Linked DNA regions of Gossypium hirsutum: all the other regions are linked to region 1. The links are chromatin contacts, called in public Hi-C maps. All regions are on one chromosome and are shown on one strand. The core of a region is the stretch at or near the end of the contact, and the rest is flanking DNA. Distances in the headings are between cores, read along the strand shown.

What was found. Hi-C and Micro-C count contacts between places; a contact is called where the count stands out from the background.
Region 2: a Hi-C map of leaf shows a contact between it and region 1, with 4 times the contacts expected there. The contact joins the promoter of LOC107900936 here to the promoter of LOC107900947 in region 1. A contact is called at or near these places in 3 of 34 Hi-C or Micro-C datasets (all in leaf).
Region 3: a Hi-C map of leaf shows a contact between it and region 1, with 2.5 times the contacts expected there. The contact joins the promoter of LOC107900941 here to the promoter of LOC107900947 in region 1. A contact is called at or near these places in 3 of 34 Hi-C or Micro-C datasets (hypocotyl and leaf).

Annotation. Positions count from the first base shown.
Region 1 is chrD08:49,332,263-49,336,320 of Gossypium_hirsutum_v2.1, reverse strand. It overlaps LOC107900947 (beclin-1-like protein), which reads right to left and starts at 1,856. Exons shown (of 10, transcript XM_041098247.1): 1 at 1,615-1,856; 2 at 977-1,317; 3 at 713-883; 4 at 81-205. The coding sequence starts at 1,765. LOC107900946 (replication stress response regulator SDE2) reads left to right here and starts at 2,794. Exons shown (of 3, transcript XM_016826747.2): 1 at 2,794-3,449; 2 at 3,536-4,058. The coding sequence starts at 2,794.
Region 2 is chrD08:49,773,855-49,777,912 of Gossypium_hirsutum_v2.1, reverse strand. It overlaps LOC107900936 (NDR1/HIN1-like protein 6), which reads right to left and starts at 2,417. Exons shown (of 2, transcript XM_016826727.2): 1 at 1,341-2,417; 2 at 1-452. The coding sequence starts at 2,053. The coding sequence ends at 437.
Region 3 is chrD08:49,611,711-49,615,768 of Gossypium_hirsutum_v2.1, reverse strand. LOC107900941 (rhodanese-like domain-containing protein 4, chloroplastic) reads right to left here and starts at 2,154. Exons shown (of 9, transcript XM_016826733.2): 1 at 1,306-2,154; 2 at 735-837; 3 at 560-640; 4 at 332-406; 5 at 158-232. The coding sequence starts at 1,961.

The DNA.
Region 1 (4,058 bases), core at 607-3,106:
AGTGTTGTACAACACTACAATTTTATCTGAGACGAATACATATGAAGGATAAAGATACAGAAGAAGAAGAAGAAACTTACCGCTCTTCCAATTCTTTGAATCGGTTTGATTTTTGCTCTAATTCTTTTAGTTCTGCGTTTACTGCAGCATTCTGTTTTTCTATTTCTTCAATTGCTGCTTCAAGTTTTCTTTCTTCTTCCTCGATCTTACAGAATGAACAGACAATCAGATATGCATTTAACTAGGAAAATCATTCATCAACGCAGTTAATGCATATATCATAACGAGGAACTGTCATTTACTAGTATTCCTGGTTTACTGTTCATATTTTTTTCAACAATACAATGCGGATTAACATTGGGAAAAGTTTTTTCTTTTTTGAAGGATTTTTTTTTTTTGGTTAATTCAAAGGGACTTTCTTTCATTCATCCAGTAAAACAGTTATCGGATCCTTGTACATTTTAACAATCCTAGCCCTCTGCCATCTTCTAGTGTCTTTTATGATACCCTGTTCTGAAACCAAAAATTTATTAACATTCTGGAGTGAAACCTCCCTCATCCAAACAAAAGTGAAACTAAAGCCTTAGAGTGTCTAGACATTAGAAAATATTAAAAAGCCCTTAACAATTCTCTCCGCAAATTAAAGTACTAGCATGAGGAACCATTTATCCTTTATCATATAAGTTACTCATAGAAACTGCCAAACAGCTACCTTTAATTTCTCCTTACGAAAATCAGCCTCACTGAGTACATCTCGTGGTTCCACCTCCAGGCGCTGAAGACAGGCTTCATATGCTTCGATATCCCTAGTCACATCTTCAACCTCCTTGTCAAGTTTGTCAGACAACACCCTCATACACTCAAGGCATAATGGTTGTTCAACCTAAAAATGCCAAATGCAGAATAAAAGAGTATAAATATATCCTCTCTACAACAATGAAGCACCAAACTGGAAAAGCAATAAAATGAGCAATACCTGTGTCTGAGTTGTGGCAATCTCAAATGCATTCTTCAGGACAGTAATAGTTGAGTGAAATCCAGAGTTATTCGGCTGCAAAGAACTGCTTGGTCCACCTTCTGACGATGGTAATTGCGTCCCACTTCCATCAGAAGCAGACTCTGATTTATCAACCACCACAAATGATTCTTCCATACCTTTCCTAGCTTGGCCAGTATCAGGCTGACCAGGCATGCCACGAGGTCGTGGAGGTATTCCTGGGGCCAAGGGCTTTTGCTTTGGCAGCACGACGAAAGAGTTATCCATTCGTGTTGAACCCAGCACGCTGCTAGCTCCATGAATCGAAGACCCCTGCATTGCTGCATCATTCATACAGACAATTTTCTTAGCAAGGAACATCAGCATGAAATACTGCTGTTATAGTCAGGTTTAGTACTTAGTAGCCAAATAAAACAATTGAAGAATCCACTATGCTTTGGTCCCAATTCCAGCATAAATACATGAAGATAATAGAAAATCCCCAATAAATTTTGCAACTCAGACCACTCCAAAATAAAAAAGAATTAATCCTCAGCTAATTAAACTGAAAAAATATTAAATTCAACAACTGGGCAGAAGCAGAAATTTAAAAAGGAAGAGATTGGAGAAACCCTAACCTGATCGAGAAGAGTCGTTGGGGAACTTGTCGACGTAGGAATCGACTCCGACGATGCAGAGGGAATGGTGACAGTTCTGGCAGATCCATTTGGGGAGATTTGGATCCACGGGTAAGCTCCGACCTTTATCGGGTATATATTCCTTCTTCATTTAGCTAATTGAATTTTATGTGAAGGGAGATTTTCGGGTTGTCGGGCAATCAGGGGAGAGATAGAGGGTTTCGTTGTTTCGATTGCTGAGCCGTCCAAGTAAAACATAACAAAAGAAATCATAACAGTTTTTATGACAGGTTTGTTTGTGACCAGGCCCAACGACTTTTGGATTAATTTCACCAAACGTCCCTGAACTATTGCTTAAAGTTTAAATTATTCTCTAAACTTCAAAGTATTCTAATCAAATATTTAAAATATAAATATTATATCAATCAGGTCATTATGGGTGGATTTAGATGGGCGGTGGAGTGCGGTGTGGTGCGTTTAGCTTTTTGTCTCACGCTACAATATTGATGCAATACCTAATCTCACCGCCATTACTGTTTTTACATTAACCGCAGGTAAACATATCGCCCATCTAAATCACTCTACGTCAACACTTGTATCAATTTCAACATTAGATATTAGTTCAAACTTGATATAAAACATATTTAAAAATTAAAACAAGTGGATTAAACTGTAAACAGCTTTGCACCTACATTTATGAATAATTTGAATATGATATGTTAAAAATTATATTGAGCTAATAAATATAAGAAAGTTATTTTGTTAACATGTGTGATCCAAATTGTCCATATGATAAATAAATATATTTATAATTTGAACTATGTGATTAAATATGTTCCACATCATATTTGAATTGATTTTTAATATCTAAGCTAATGACTAAGGTGATACAAGAATTTGGTTGATACAATATTGATACTTTAAAGATTCAATTAAAATGTTTTGAAGTTTGGGATCAATTTAAAATTTATATTATAAATTGAGGCCTTCTTATAATTAAACATTTTTTGCCTTTTCTTTTAAGGATTCTCCCTTACCCGGTGGAGTTGACCCGAACACCCAATATATTAAAAGATGGACTACTCGGGAAATTAGGTTTATAATCAGGATCCCAACCCTAGTTTCTCCCTTTCCCTGATCCCCAAATTTTCCTCTTGAAATCACGGACACGTACCTGTTATGGAAGATCATCAAATCAGCGGAGACGATATCGACATGAAGGACCTGAACCCAAGGCAGTTACAGCTGTTCGTTAAACTTCTCAATGGTGAAACTTTGTCGCTCCAATTCCCGACCCTTCAAGTCCAAGTCAGCGATGTCAAGCACCGAATTCAGGAATTTACCCAAATCCCTTTCAATTTCCTGCGACTGATTCGCGGCCATCAACTCAAGGACGATTCGGTGATTTCCCACTCCAACGCTACCCTCAACCTTTCCCTCCGGCTCCTCGGTGGCAAAGGAGGTTTCGGGTCGCTGCTGCGTGGCGCAGCCACAAAAGCCGGGCAGAAAAAGACAAGCAATTTCGAGGCGTGCCGAGACATGAGCGGAAGGAGGCTAAGGCATGTGAATGCTGAGAAGAGGTTGGAGGAGTGGAAAGCGGAGGAAGAACAGAGAAAGTTGGAGAAGATCGCGGAAGACTTCATAAAGAAGAAAGCAAAAACTGGGAAAAAAGGAGTTGGAGATGGAGAGGCCGAGAAGTATGTAGCGAAGTACAGAGAGCAGTCGGCGAGGTGCGTGGCAGTGGCAGTGGTTGAAGAGTCCGTTAGGGCGGCGTGCCAAAATGGAAAACGGAAGACAGTGCCGGGAGGAGCTGACCCCAAAAGATTGAAGATTTGGTAAGTTTTTAAGCTCTTTTAATTTGCCGTTAATAAGGTTGGTATTGATATATAGATTGTTGACTTATTTTTGTTTGCTTATATAGGATGGGAAAGAGGAAAGTGGATGAGAGTGATAGTGACAGTGATTATAGCAGTGAGGATGAAGATAATGAGGAAAATGAGAAATCTGTAATTTTGAACAATGGGAATCATTCAGATTCTAGTAAGGGAGCTGAGGGGAGTTCTGGTTCAGTTTTGGGGGGAAAACAGGATATAGACTTTTCAAGTGGAGTCTCAAGTGATACTGGTTCTGAGGAAGAGAAGGAGGTTGTTCTGCATCGAAGCTCGGAATCTTGTGAAGATGTTAATGCCATGGTTGAAGCAGATGTGATTGCTGGGAGTGAAGCAGCTCATCCTGAGATGCCAGAACAAAATGGAACTAAAACTGAAAATCAAGAGGAAATAGTTAGTCAATGTCTCAGTGCTCCGGTTGCGGAAAATGGAGTTGGAAGTGAATTGATTGATGAAGTCAATTGTTCTTCTATCCTAAAACCAGAAGTTCACAAAGACGCATTAGTTTCAAATGTTAATGCTACAGAACCAGAAAATCCATTGAACTTTGATGAT
Region 2 (4,058 bases), core at 1,168-3,667, 440 kb before region 1:
GAGAAAGGAGTTAATGTTGAAATTTTCATTTTTCAATTTTCCTATATTTCGTAAAGCATTGGAAACTGATCATCATCTTTCAAATATATGATAATTGAAAAGAAAAAAAGCATACCCAGATATATGTATAATCATCGATTGTAGAAGAAAACTGAAGTCTTCAACTGTTCCGCTGAATTTAAAGGCCGAGGGTGGGTTTGGTTAAAAATTGCTTTTGCAAAATATCTTCATTTTAATGTTTGGATGAATTGTTTTTAATTAAATATTAATTATACATCGAAACCTTTGCAACAAAGAGGGGTGGTTTGGATGTTGCCTCCCTTTTCCTTTTATTCCAAATTGAACAAAAGTTGCAGAAATGGAGACATATAAAGAAAACAAAGCTAAGCAGATACGTATACAATGATTCAAACAAAATACCTCGTCTCATCCAGTATCAGCCAACTTTGATCCTGCACACAATATCATCATATTTCTCAACTATGTTTACCATTTATTGATGCTTTATCATTTTAATTCAAAAAAAGTTCAATGAATTATGCCACTAACATCACTTTGAATTGTGCTGTTTAAGAAATGCTAACTCTACTCGTACTATATTTTCGTTTCAATTCCATTAAAATAAGGTAACTTTTATGTTTTGGTCCTTTTACTATATTTAATTTATCTATTTAATCTCACACAATTACAATATTACTAATTAATCATGCACCAATATACTATTACATTTTTTTAAAAAAAACATCTCTTTTTAACCAAAAAAACAGCCTCCTTCACATCATCAGTTAACTAATTATATCATAAAAAATCATATATATTTTATTCTTTCAACTTGTTTATTTGCACTTAGTCCCTGAACTTAGATTTCGTCAACTAAGTTAATACCTCCATACTAACATCAATAATTTGTGTTGATGTAGTACTGTTAATCAATCTAATGATGCCATGTGATAGTCTCTTTGAATATCACACGGCAAACATAAACAATTTATATTTTTTTTATATTTTTTAATTTTATGTTTGTTAGATGACATTTTGGGAGGGTGCTATGTGGCACCATTCGATCCGCTAGCAATGTCACAATTAACACAAATTAATAGTGTTGGTGCAGAGATACCAACTTGATTGATAGAATATCCAAAAAAATTTAGGAACTAGCTAGGTAGAAATGAATAAGTTCAGGGGCCCAGTTTTATATTATCCCTATTATAAAAGAAAAGCAACCAATTATGTAAAATTAAAATAGGTACTAAATATCCAATTTAAACTTAGTAGAGGGATGGAGACCACAATTTGACCTTAAAAATAATGAAAATGGAAGAGTTTAACGTCGTGTTTACCATCTTAAGGTGTGGATGAGGCAGTTAGGCATATCATCACCGTCGAGCTGTTTCATGGTGATTCCTTTACACTTAACGGTAACCCCCAACATGCCAGTCTTCAACCCCGCCACACCCACTCCAACTTTCGTCCGAGCCGCCACGTTCACCGCCAAACTCTTCGATTTGTACCCACTCAGAAGCCTATTCGCCAACGTATTATCCACCTGCTTGTTGCTCGCCTTCGTCTCCACTTTCAAGCTAGTCGTGTTTTGTTTCCTCGACGTGAACTTGGGCACCTTCGCCGTCCCGAGCTCAGTCTCGTCCTCGCCTTCTCCGACGCTGATGTCGACCGCCGTATCGCCGTAATAATACGTCATCTTCCCGTTGGGATTCCTCACTTCCATTACCGTCATCGTCGTGGCGTCGAGGTAGGTACCGTCGGGTGTTTCTGTGACGTTGAAGCGGGGGATTTGGAATGACCGGACGTGGAAGCGTGGTAATTTGGGGTTGACCGAAAAGTAGAAAACGGCGGCGAAGATGATGATCAGGGCAATCAAGATCGAGAAAGAGATGCAGAAACAGCAGCAACAAACACTGCCCTTCTTTTTCTTGGGCCGGAAAGATGGCGGAAGAACCGGCTTTCGCGGCGGCGGTTTAAACCCAGCGGGCGAGTTAGGGTCATTGTATCCGGGTGGCTTGTTGAGGGCCGATGGAAATGGAGCGTCGGACATCGCTTGTATGTAAAAAATGATTCTATCGTGGACTTGGATTAAAAAAGAAAATAAAAAGGTGGCTTATTTACGTACAATTATCTGTCATTGTAAGTGAGAATTAAATTGCTTTGAAAATTGAAAAGAAGACAGAGCAAGCAAAAGGAGAAGAATGTGAAGGATGTTGGTACTTGTTTCAGTTACTTGGTTTGGATCTATTTAAACAAGTTATTAAATGGCCCCACCCAAACACTTGTACATATGCATGTCAACAACAAATGTAATTCATATCAAACAATTAACTTCAATTTCTTCTATTGCTTTTCAGATTTCAGTCATAGAGTCTAAACTATATCTGTCCATGGGCCGGGTTTGGGCCGGGCCCGGAAAAAATTTTGGCCCGACTCTTAGGCCCGGCCCGGCCCGACCCGACCCACCCGATTTTTAATAAACACAAAAAAAATATTTTAAAAATAAAAAAAATAAAAAATATATATTTAAAGTATTTTAAAATTAAAAAATAAAAAAAAAATATTTATTATATTCGGGCCGGGTCGGGCCGGGCTTGGGCCAAAAAAGTTGAGTCCGAGCCCGGCCCATTTTTTAAACGGCCTCATTTTTTTGCCCAAGCCCATATTTCGGGCCTATATTTTTACCCGAACCCTCCCATATTTTGGGCGGGCCGTCGGGCTGGGCCGCCTGGCCCATGGATAGGTCTAGTCTAAACGGTAGCAATTAAAAATTCTGTTAAACTCTATGTACTTCTATATTATGCATACATTTATAGATATAATCTGTAATATCCCAAAAATCGGGTTAGAAAAAATTAGGTTTATGAAATCAAGAGTGGTTACATCTTAATTTTGAGTTAGGATTGTGAAAATGTTATTATGTAAATTGATCTGGTTTAGTGATTAAGTATTTAGTTGTGTGCTTGAGGTCTTGTGTTCAAATCATTTTCTTTGGAATTTTTGTTCCTATCTCTATCTTTAGATATTTGACTTAAATTTAATTCCCGCACAAGTTTTGAAAAGAATAAGTTTGTTGATTTAGTGGTAAGGTTTTTCTCGCGTATGTTTTAAACTCTGGGAAAAATCTGATGTGGATAATGATAGGAGTTAGTGGGGTAGTTGTAAAAAAATAGTGGTGACGTATTTTCCCCTAAATTTTCTCCCTCAACCGTCCAACTCTCCACTCTCCACTCTCCCTTCACTCTTCGCGTTTTTTTTTTGTGTTTTTGTATCAATTTCATGTTTTTTCCTTTTTTTCTTTGTTAATTTCTTCTTCTGTCGCCCTCCCTATTTCATTTAGCTTTTTTCTTTGATCTTCCTTCTTGTTCTTGTTATTCTCGATTTTGTTGCCTCTTTGCCAATTAATTTATGACGACTGTGTGTGGTAAGTATTTCAGAATTAGATTTGTAAGTTCGTCGTGGGTAATTCTTCGTATGTTTGCTTTGAGTGTTTTATATCGTTGTGACGTTGAAATTAACGGTTATTTTGTAATGTTGGTTAGGCGGGGAACGTGAATTTTTGGATCCTCCAGTGAATTGAACTTCTATTGGCTATTGTTTTGCAAAAGGTAAGTGATGAAAGTGTTAATTAAGGGCTAGTTTTGTTAGTTCGTATTAATGGATTGGTTGCGTTCGAGTTAGTGGACGGATTTAGTGCGAGACTTGCTTATTAATTCTTTTTGGAATGGCGATTTAGGTATTGGAATTTTCACGATTGCGTTCACATCGAAAAATGACTAGGCGTGTAATGAAAAACTCGAAAAAAATAGCGAACAGTGAAAAGCCGAAATGCATTCTGTCGACGTCACACGGCCGTGTGCCAAGCTATGTGGCAGACCGTGTGAGACACACGACCATGTGCCAGATCGTGTGGACCACACAGTCTGGGCTATTTGGGTCGTGTGGGCCACATGGGGGTGTGTTAGACTGTGTGGACCCATTTTCTGAAAATTTTTACTTACGCCCGTTTGATTAAAAAATTCATAATTAAACGTTCCGTGGGGTTTGTTTGGCTA
Region 3 (4,058 bases), core at 905-3,404, 280 kb before region 1:
TAAGCATTTAGAACAAACAGTCACTGGATGAGTGTACTGTTGCCTATTGGACCATGCAATGGTCATTTATCTTTGCTCATCTTGCACTTACTTTCTACACAGGGCTTAGGCTTTTAGGACATTTGATTATCCAATTTAATATAAAGTGGAGACTTACCTCTGCATACAGGAATTTCTTGCTTACAAGCTGCACAATAGCAGCTGAGCCTAAAAGTTGAAGGATCGTTTCTATCTGCAGAAGATATGGCAAACCCACAATTTGAGTTGTTTCGAGGTGTGTGTGTATATATATAATCAGAGGTACTGTACTAAAAGGACTCAAAAACCTAACCTCTGAAAAAGCCAAAAGGCCTAACCCTGCAGCTGCAGCAATCCCCACAGTAACAGAAAGGCCATCTGATCCCTCCTGCAGATTATCACAACCATTTATCATATAGAAGAAAACTAATAAGAAAGGCTGAAGAACTTTCCAACAAAATCAATTCAAGATCTAGAAAAGTCTCTCTATGACATCAAAATCTTAAAAGTGAATAAGCAATTAGGAGATGAAGATAGGTACTCCGAAGGCCTCAGCGAATGCTTCTGTCAAATTGCTAAGGTCAAGACCTTTCTTTGGTTGTATCCAGGGAAGACCACTGTTCTGCAAAATTGAAACCATTCTCAAAAGGTGCAATTGCTAAATTTAGAAAAAATGGAGAAAGAAACAAAAAAAATTGATTTAGAACAGCACATACCACCCATCCCCGTGGTCCTTCAGCACCATCTTTGACTGCATAAGCAGCTTTGAATCCATTTGCAGTGACCAACTCCGCAACCAGTTCGGAATTCCCATCAAATCTGGCTTTCAACACAAATTTAAAGCAATATGAGAAGATGAATCAAATGAAAGTTCTAATTTCATCTTTCCTACAAACAAACTGCATATAGTTACAAATAAAATATTTGTCAGCCAATGCTTACATATGTTTAAAGGACACATTTCAACAGTTAAGAACGTATAGACTATCAATTTAGAAACCTTCAACCCTTGGAACAAAATGCAGTTAATTTATGGGTTAGGATCAATTAAGAAAGAGGCAATGGCCATATTCTATTGTGTAGCTTAAGGCCAATGAGCCTCCGTATAGGCATATACATTTCTACATTCTTCCTCCACAACCAACACACAAACCATTTAATCTCAGATACAGTGATACAATCATCAATAAGAGTGGATCCTTAACTAGAAACGAAGGTTTCATAGACAATGCTGGGAATTCACATATGAACAAATATATACAAGGCATAGGGTTTTCAGAAGCTTACTTGTCTATAATGAATAAGGTAGTATTTTCAGGTTCCTTGAATTTCAAAGACAGTTTTGTCAAGAACCCTGGTTTATCTTCACCATTGTAGGCAATTGACACCGGTTTCTTCCCAAATCCCTTAATGTCAGGGCTACCAACATCTCTAGACTCCTTGAGAGGCCTTATGTCCAGCAACTGAGCAGTGGCATCGTCACCTAGCTTGGCGTAAGCACTCCTTGCAGACTCAACTCCCCATGGCTTTGGATTCTTTAACAGACGAGACAAAATCAAAGGAACTGCTAAAGCAACGGTGCCACCAGCTATAACCGTGGGATTCTCAGTTACAAAACTGACAACGGTATCAAGGATCCCATTTGGGTCAAAATCAACAGACGAGGAGAATCCCGTAGTCTGCTGTAGGGCTTCCTCGTATGACAAGGCTTTAGCGAAACCATTGGGGAGAAGTGATGGCAGTAGCAGTAAACCCCCATGCAAGGTTCTTGAAAAACACTGGTGCAAAGCTGGTTGGGTCTTAATAAAAGCCGGGGAGTTGGGTAGTTTGAGTGGTGAAGCAATGGGGAGCAATGGTGCTTTTCTGGTCTCGGTTCTTGTCTCAGAAAGAACCGAGAGAGGTGTCAAACTTGGAGTTGCTGCATTGAGGGTCCTCATTTGCATAATTTTTATGCAAAGAGATGGGTGTCAAATGTATGATGGAAAGGCTTGAACCATCAACAATGGAGGATTTTTGTTGGAATTGATTGGATGACAACAAGGCTCAGAGGCCCTTAGCTTTGGAAGGTGCACTTTGAATGATGAAATGGTGGTGAGGTGGAACGAGATATGAGATCTCTGCCAGTCATTTCATGACACGTTGGAAGTGAGATGAGAGGCTTTTTGATCATGTCTTTAGGACTGTTCCTCATCTAAACTCATTTGTGTGGCTAATAATTGTCTGCACAAATTCAATAGTGCATCTAAAGTCTAAACTTTAGTACCTTCCTTTTTATACGGCAAAAACGTTATACTTAATTATCTTTAATTTACCTTGGTATTTTAGTTTGAAATTTTTTTATTGTAATATATGTTTTTTTTGTCTTTATGATAACTACATTTGACAAAAATTATATATATTTAGGTACATGAATGTAACAATATTAACTTTTTAGTTTTTAATTCGAGCTTTAAAATTGATTTTATAAAAATTCTTAGCTAATAATATTAGTAATTAACTTTCATCATATCAACCCTAAACCTAAATTAATTCACATTAATTAGATTGTATTTGACAAATTAAATGAAAATAAAATAAATTCACAATTAACACTACATTTATTCTATTAACAAAATCATAAAAAATTTAAACCTAATACTATTAGCGATTAACTTTCATTAAATAAATCCTAAAATCCAAATTATACACTAAAAAAGTTAGCATTGTAACCTTTGGGTGTAAAAAAATATAACATTTGTCAAATATATATATTAAATTAGACCAAAAAACAACACAGGTAGCACATTAAAAAAATTATCAAATTCAAGTACCAAATGATATATTAAACCTTAGAAAAAGAGATAAAGTCCTGATTTTGATAATTCTCTACTTAGTCTTTGAATTATTTTCGTTAATCCTCAAACTTAACAACTTTTTCAATTTTATTTATTTGACACATTTGATATTGTATCATCATATTATCACTTAAAAATTAGAATTTTATAAAATATTTAAATGATGATGTGATGTAATATTAGGGGCAATTTACCAAAAAAAGTCAATTTTTTTTAAATTTACTGAAATGGGCCCGGTATTTTATTATTTACCGGAATGGACCCCTTTCCCCTAAATCGCGTCCACGTCAACGCGAAGTCAGGGGATATGTCAGCAAATCGCGTCCACGTCAGCGCGCTATGCTGACATGGCAACAAAGCGCTGCTTTGAGAGCGCGATTTGTTGCCACGTCAGCAAAGCGCTCTGACGTGGTTGCGCTTTGATGAAGTGGCGCGTCCCTGGGGACGCGATTTAGACCGCTCGTGAACAGTGCAACGGTCAAAAATTTGACCGTTGCCCCACCCCCAACGGTAAAAAAAAACCTATAAATACCCCCACCCTTTTTTTTCACAAACAAATCTTCTCTCAAATTTCCTCTCAATTTCCTTCCAAATTTCTCTCAAATTCATATTTAATCTCAATTAGCTCTCAATTTCCTTTTAAATTTCTCTTAAATCCCTATTTTTAAATAATTTTAAATAATTTTGATTTTTTTAAACCGAAAAAAATCACTCTTAAATCCCCAATTTTTAAACCGAAAAAATTTGTACGATTTCAGTAATGGACGGAGGATTGACTCGTCTTGATAAGCACCACATATCCGTGGAACAAATGAAGATGGTAAGTGTTAAATTTAATTTTTAAATATTATTTAAGATTTTTTTATTTATGCATTTTTAGATAATTATTAATTTATTATTTGTTATAAAAGTCTGTAGATCGGGTATTGGAATGCAATATCTGGAATATGCATGCTCCTCCATCACCATTGGTAGAGAACTACCTATGGGAAGCGGGTTTTTGGCACGTGGCAACGGTAGGCCGGGGATGTAAGGTGGACCCGAAACTAATCAGTGCGTTGATCGAGAGGTGGAGACCCGAGACGCACATATTCCATCTTCCATGTGGAGAGTGCACTATCACTTTGGAAGACGTCAGCTTGCAATTGGGATTACCAGTGGACGGGTACCCAGTCACGGGGTCTGCCCAATCTAGCGATTGGCCAG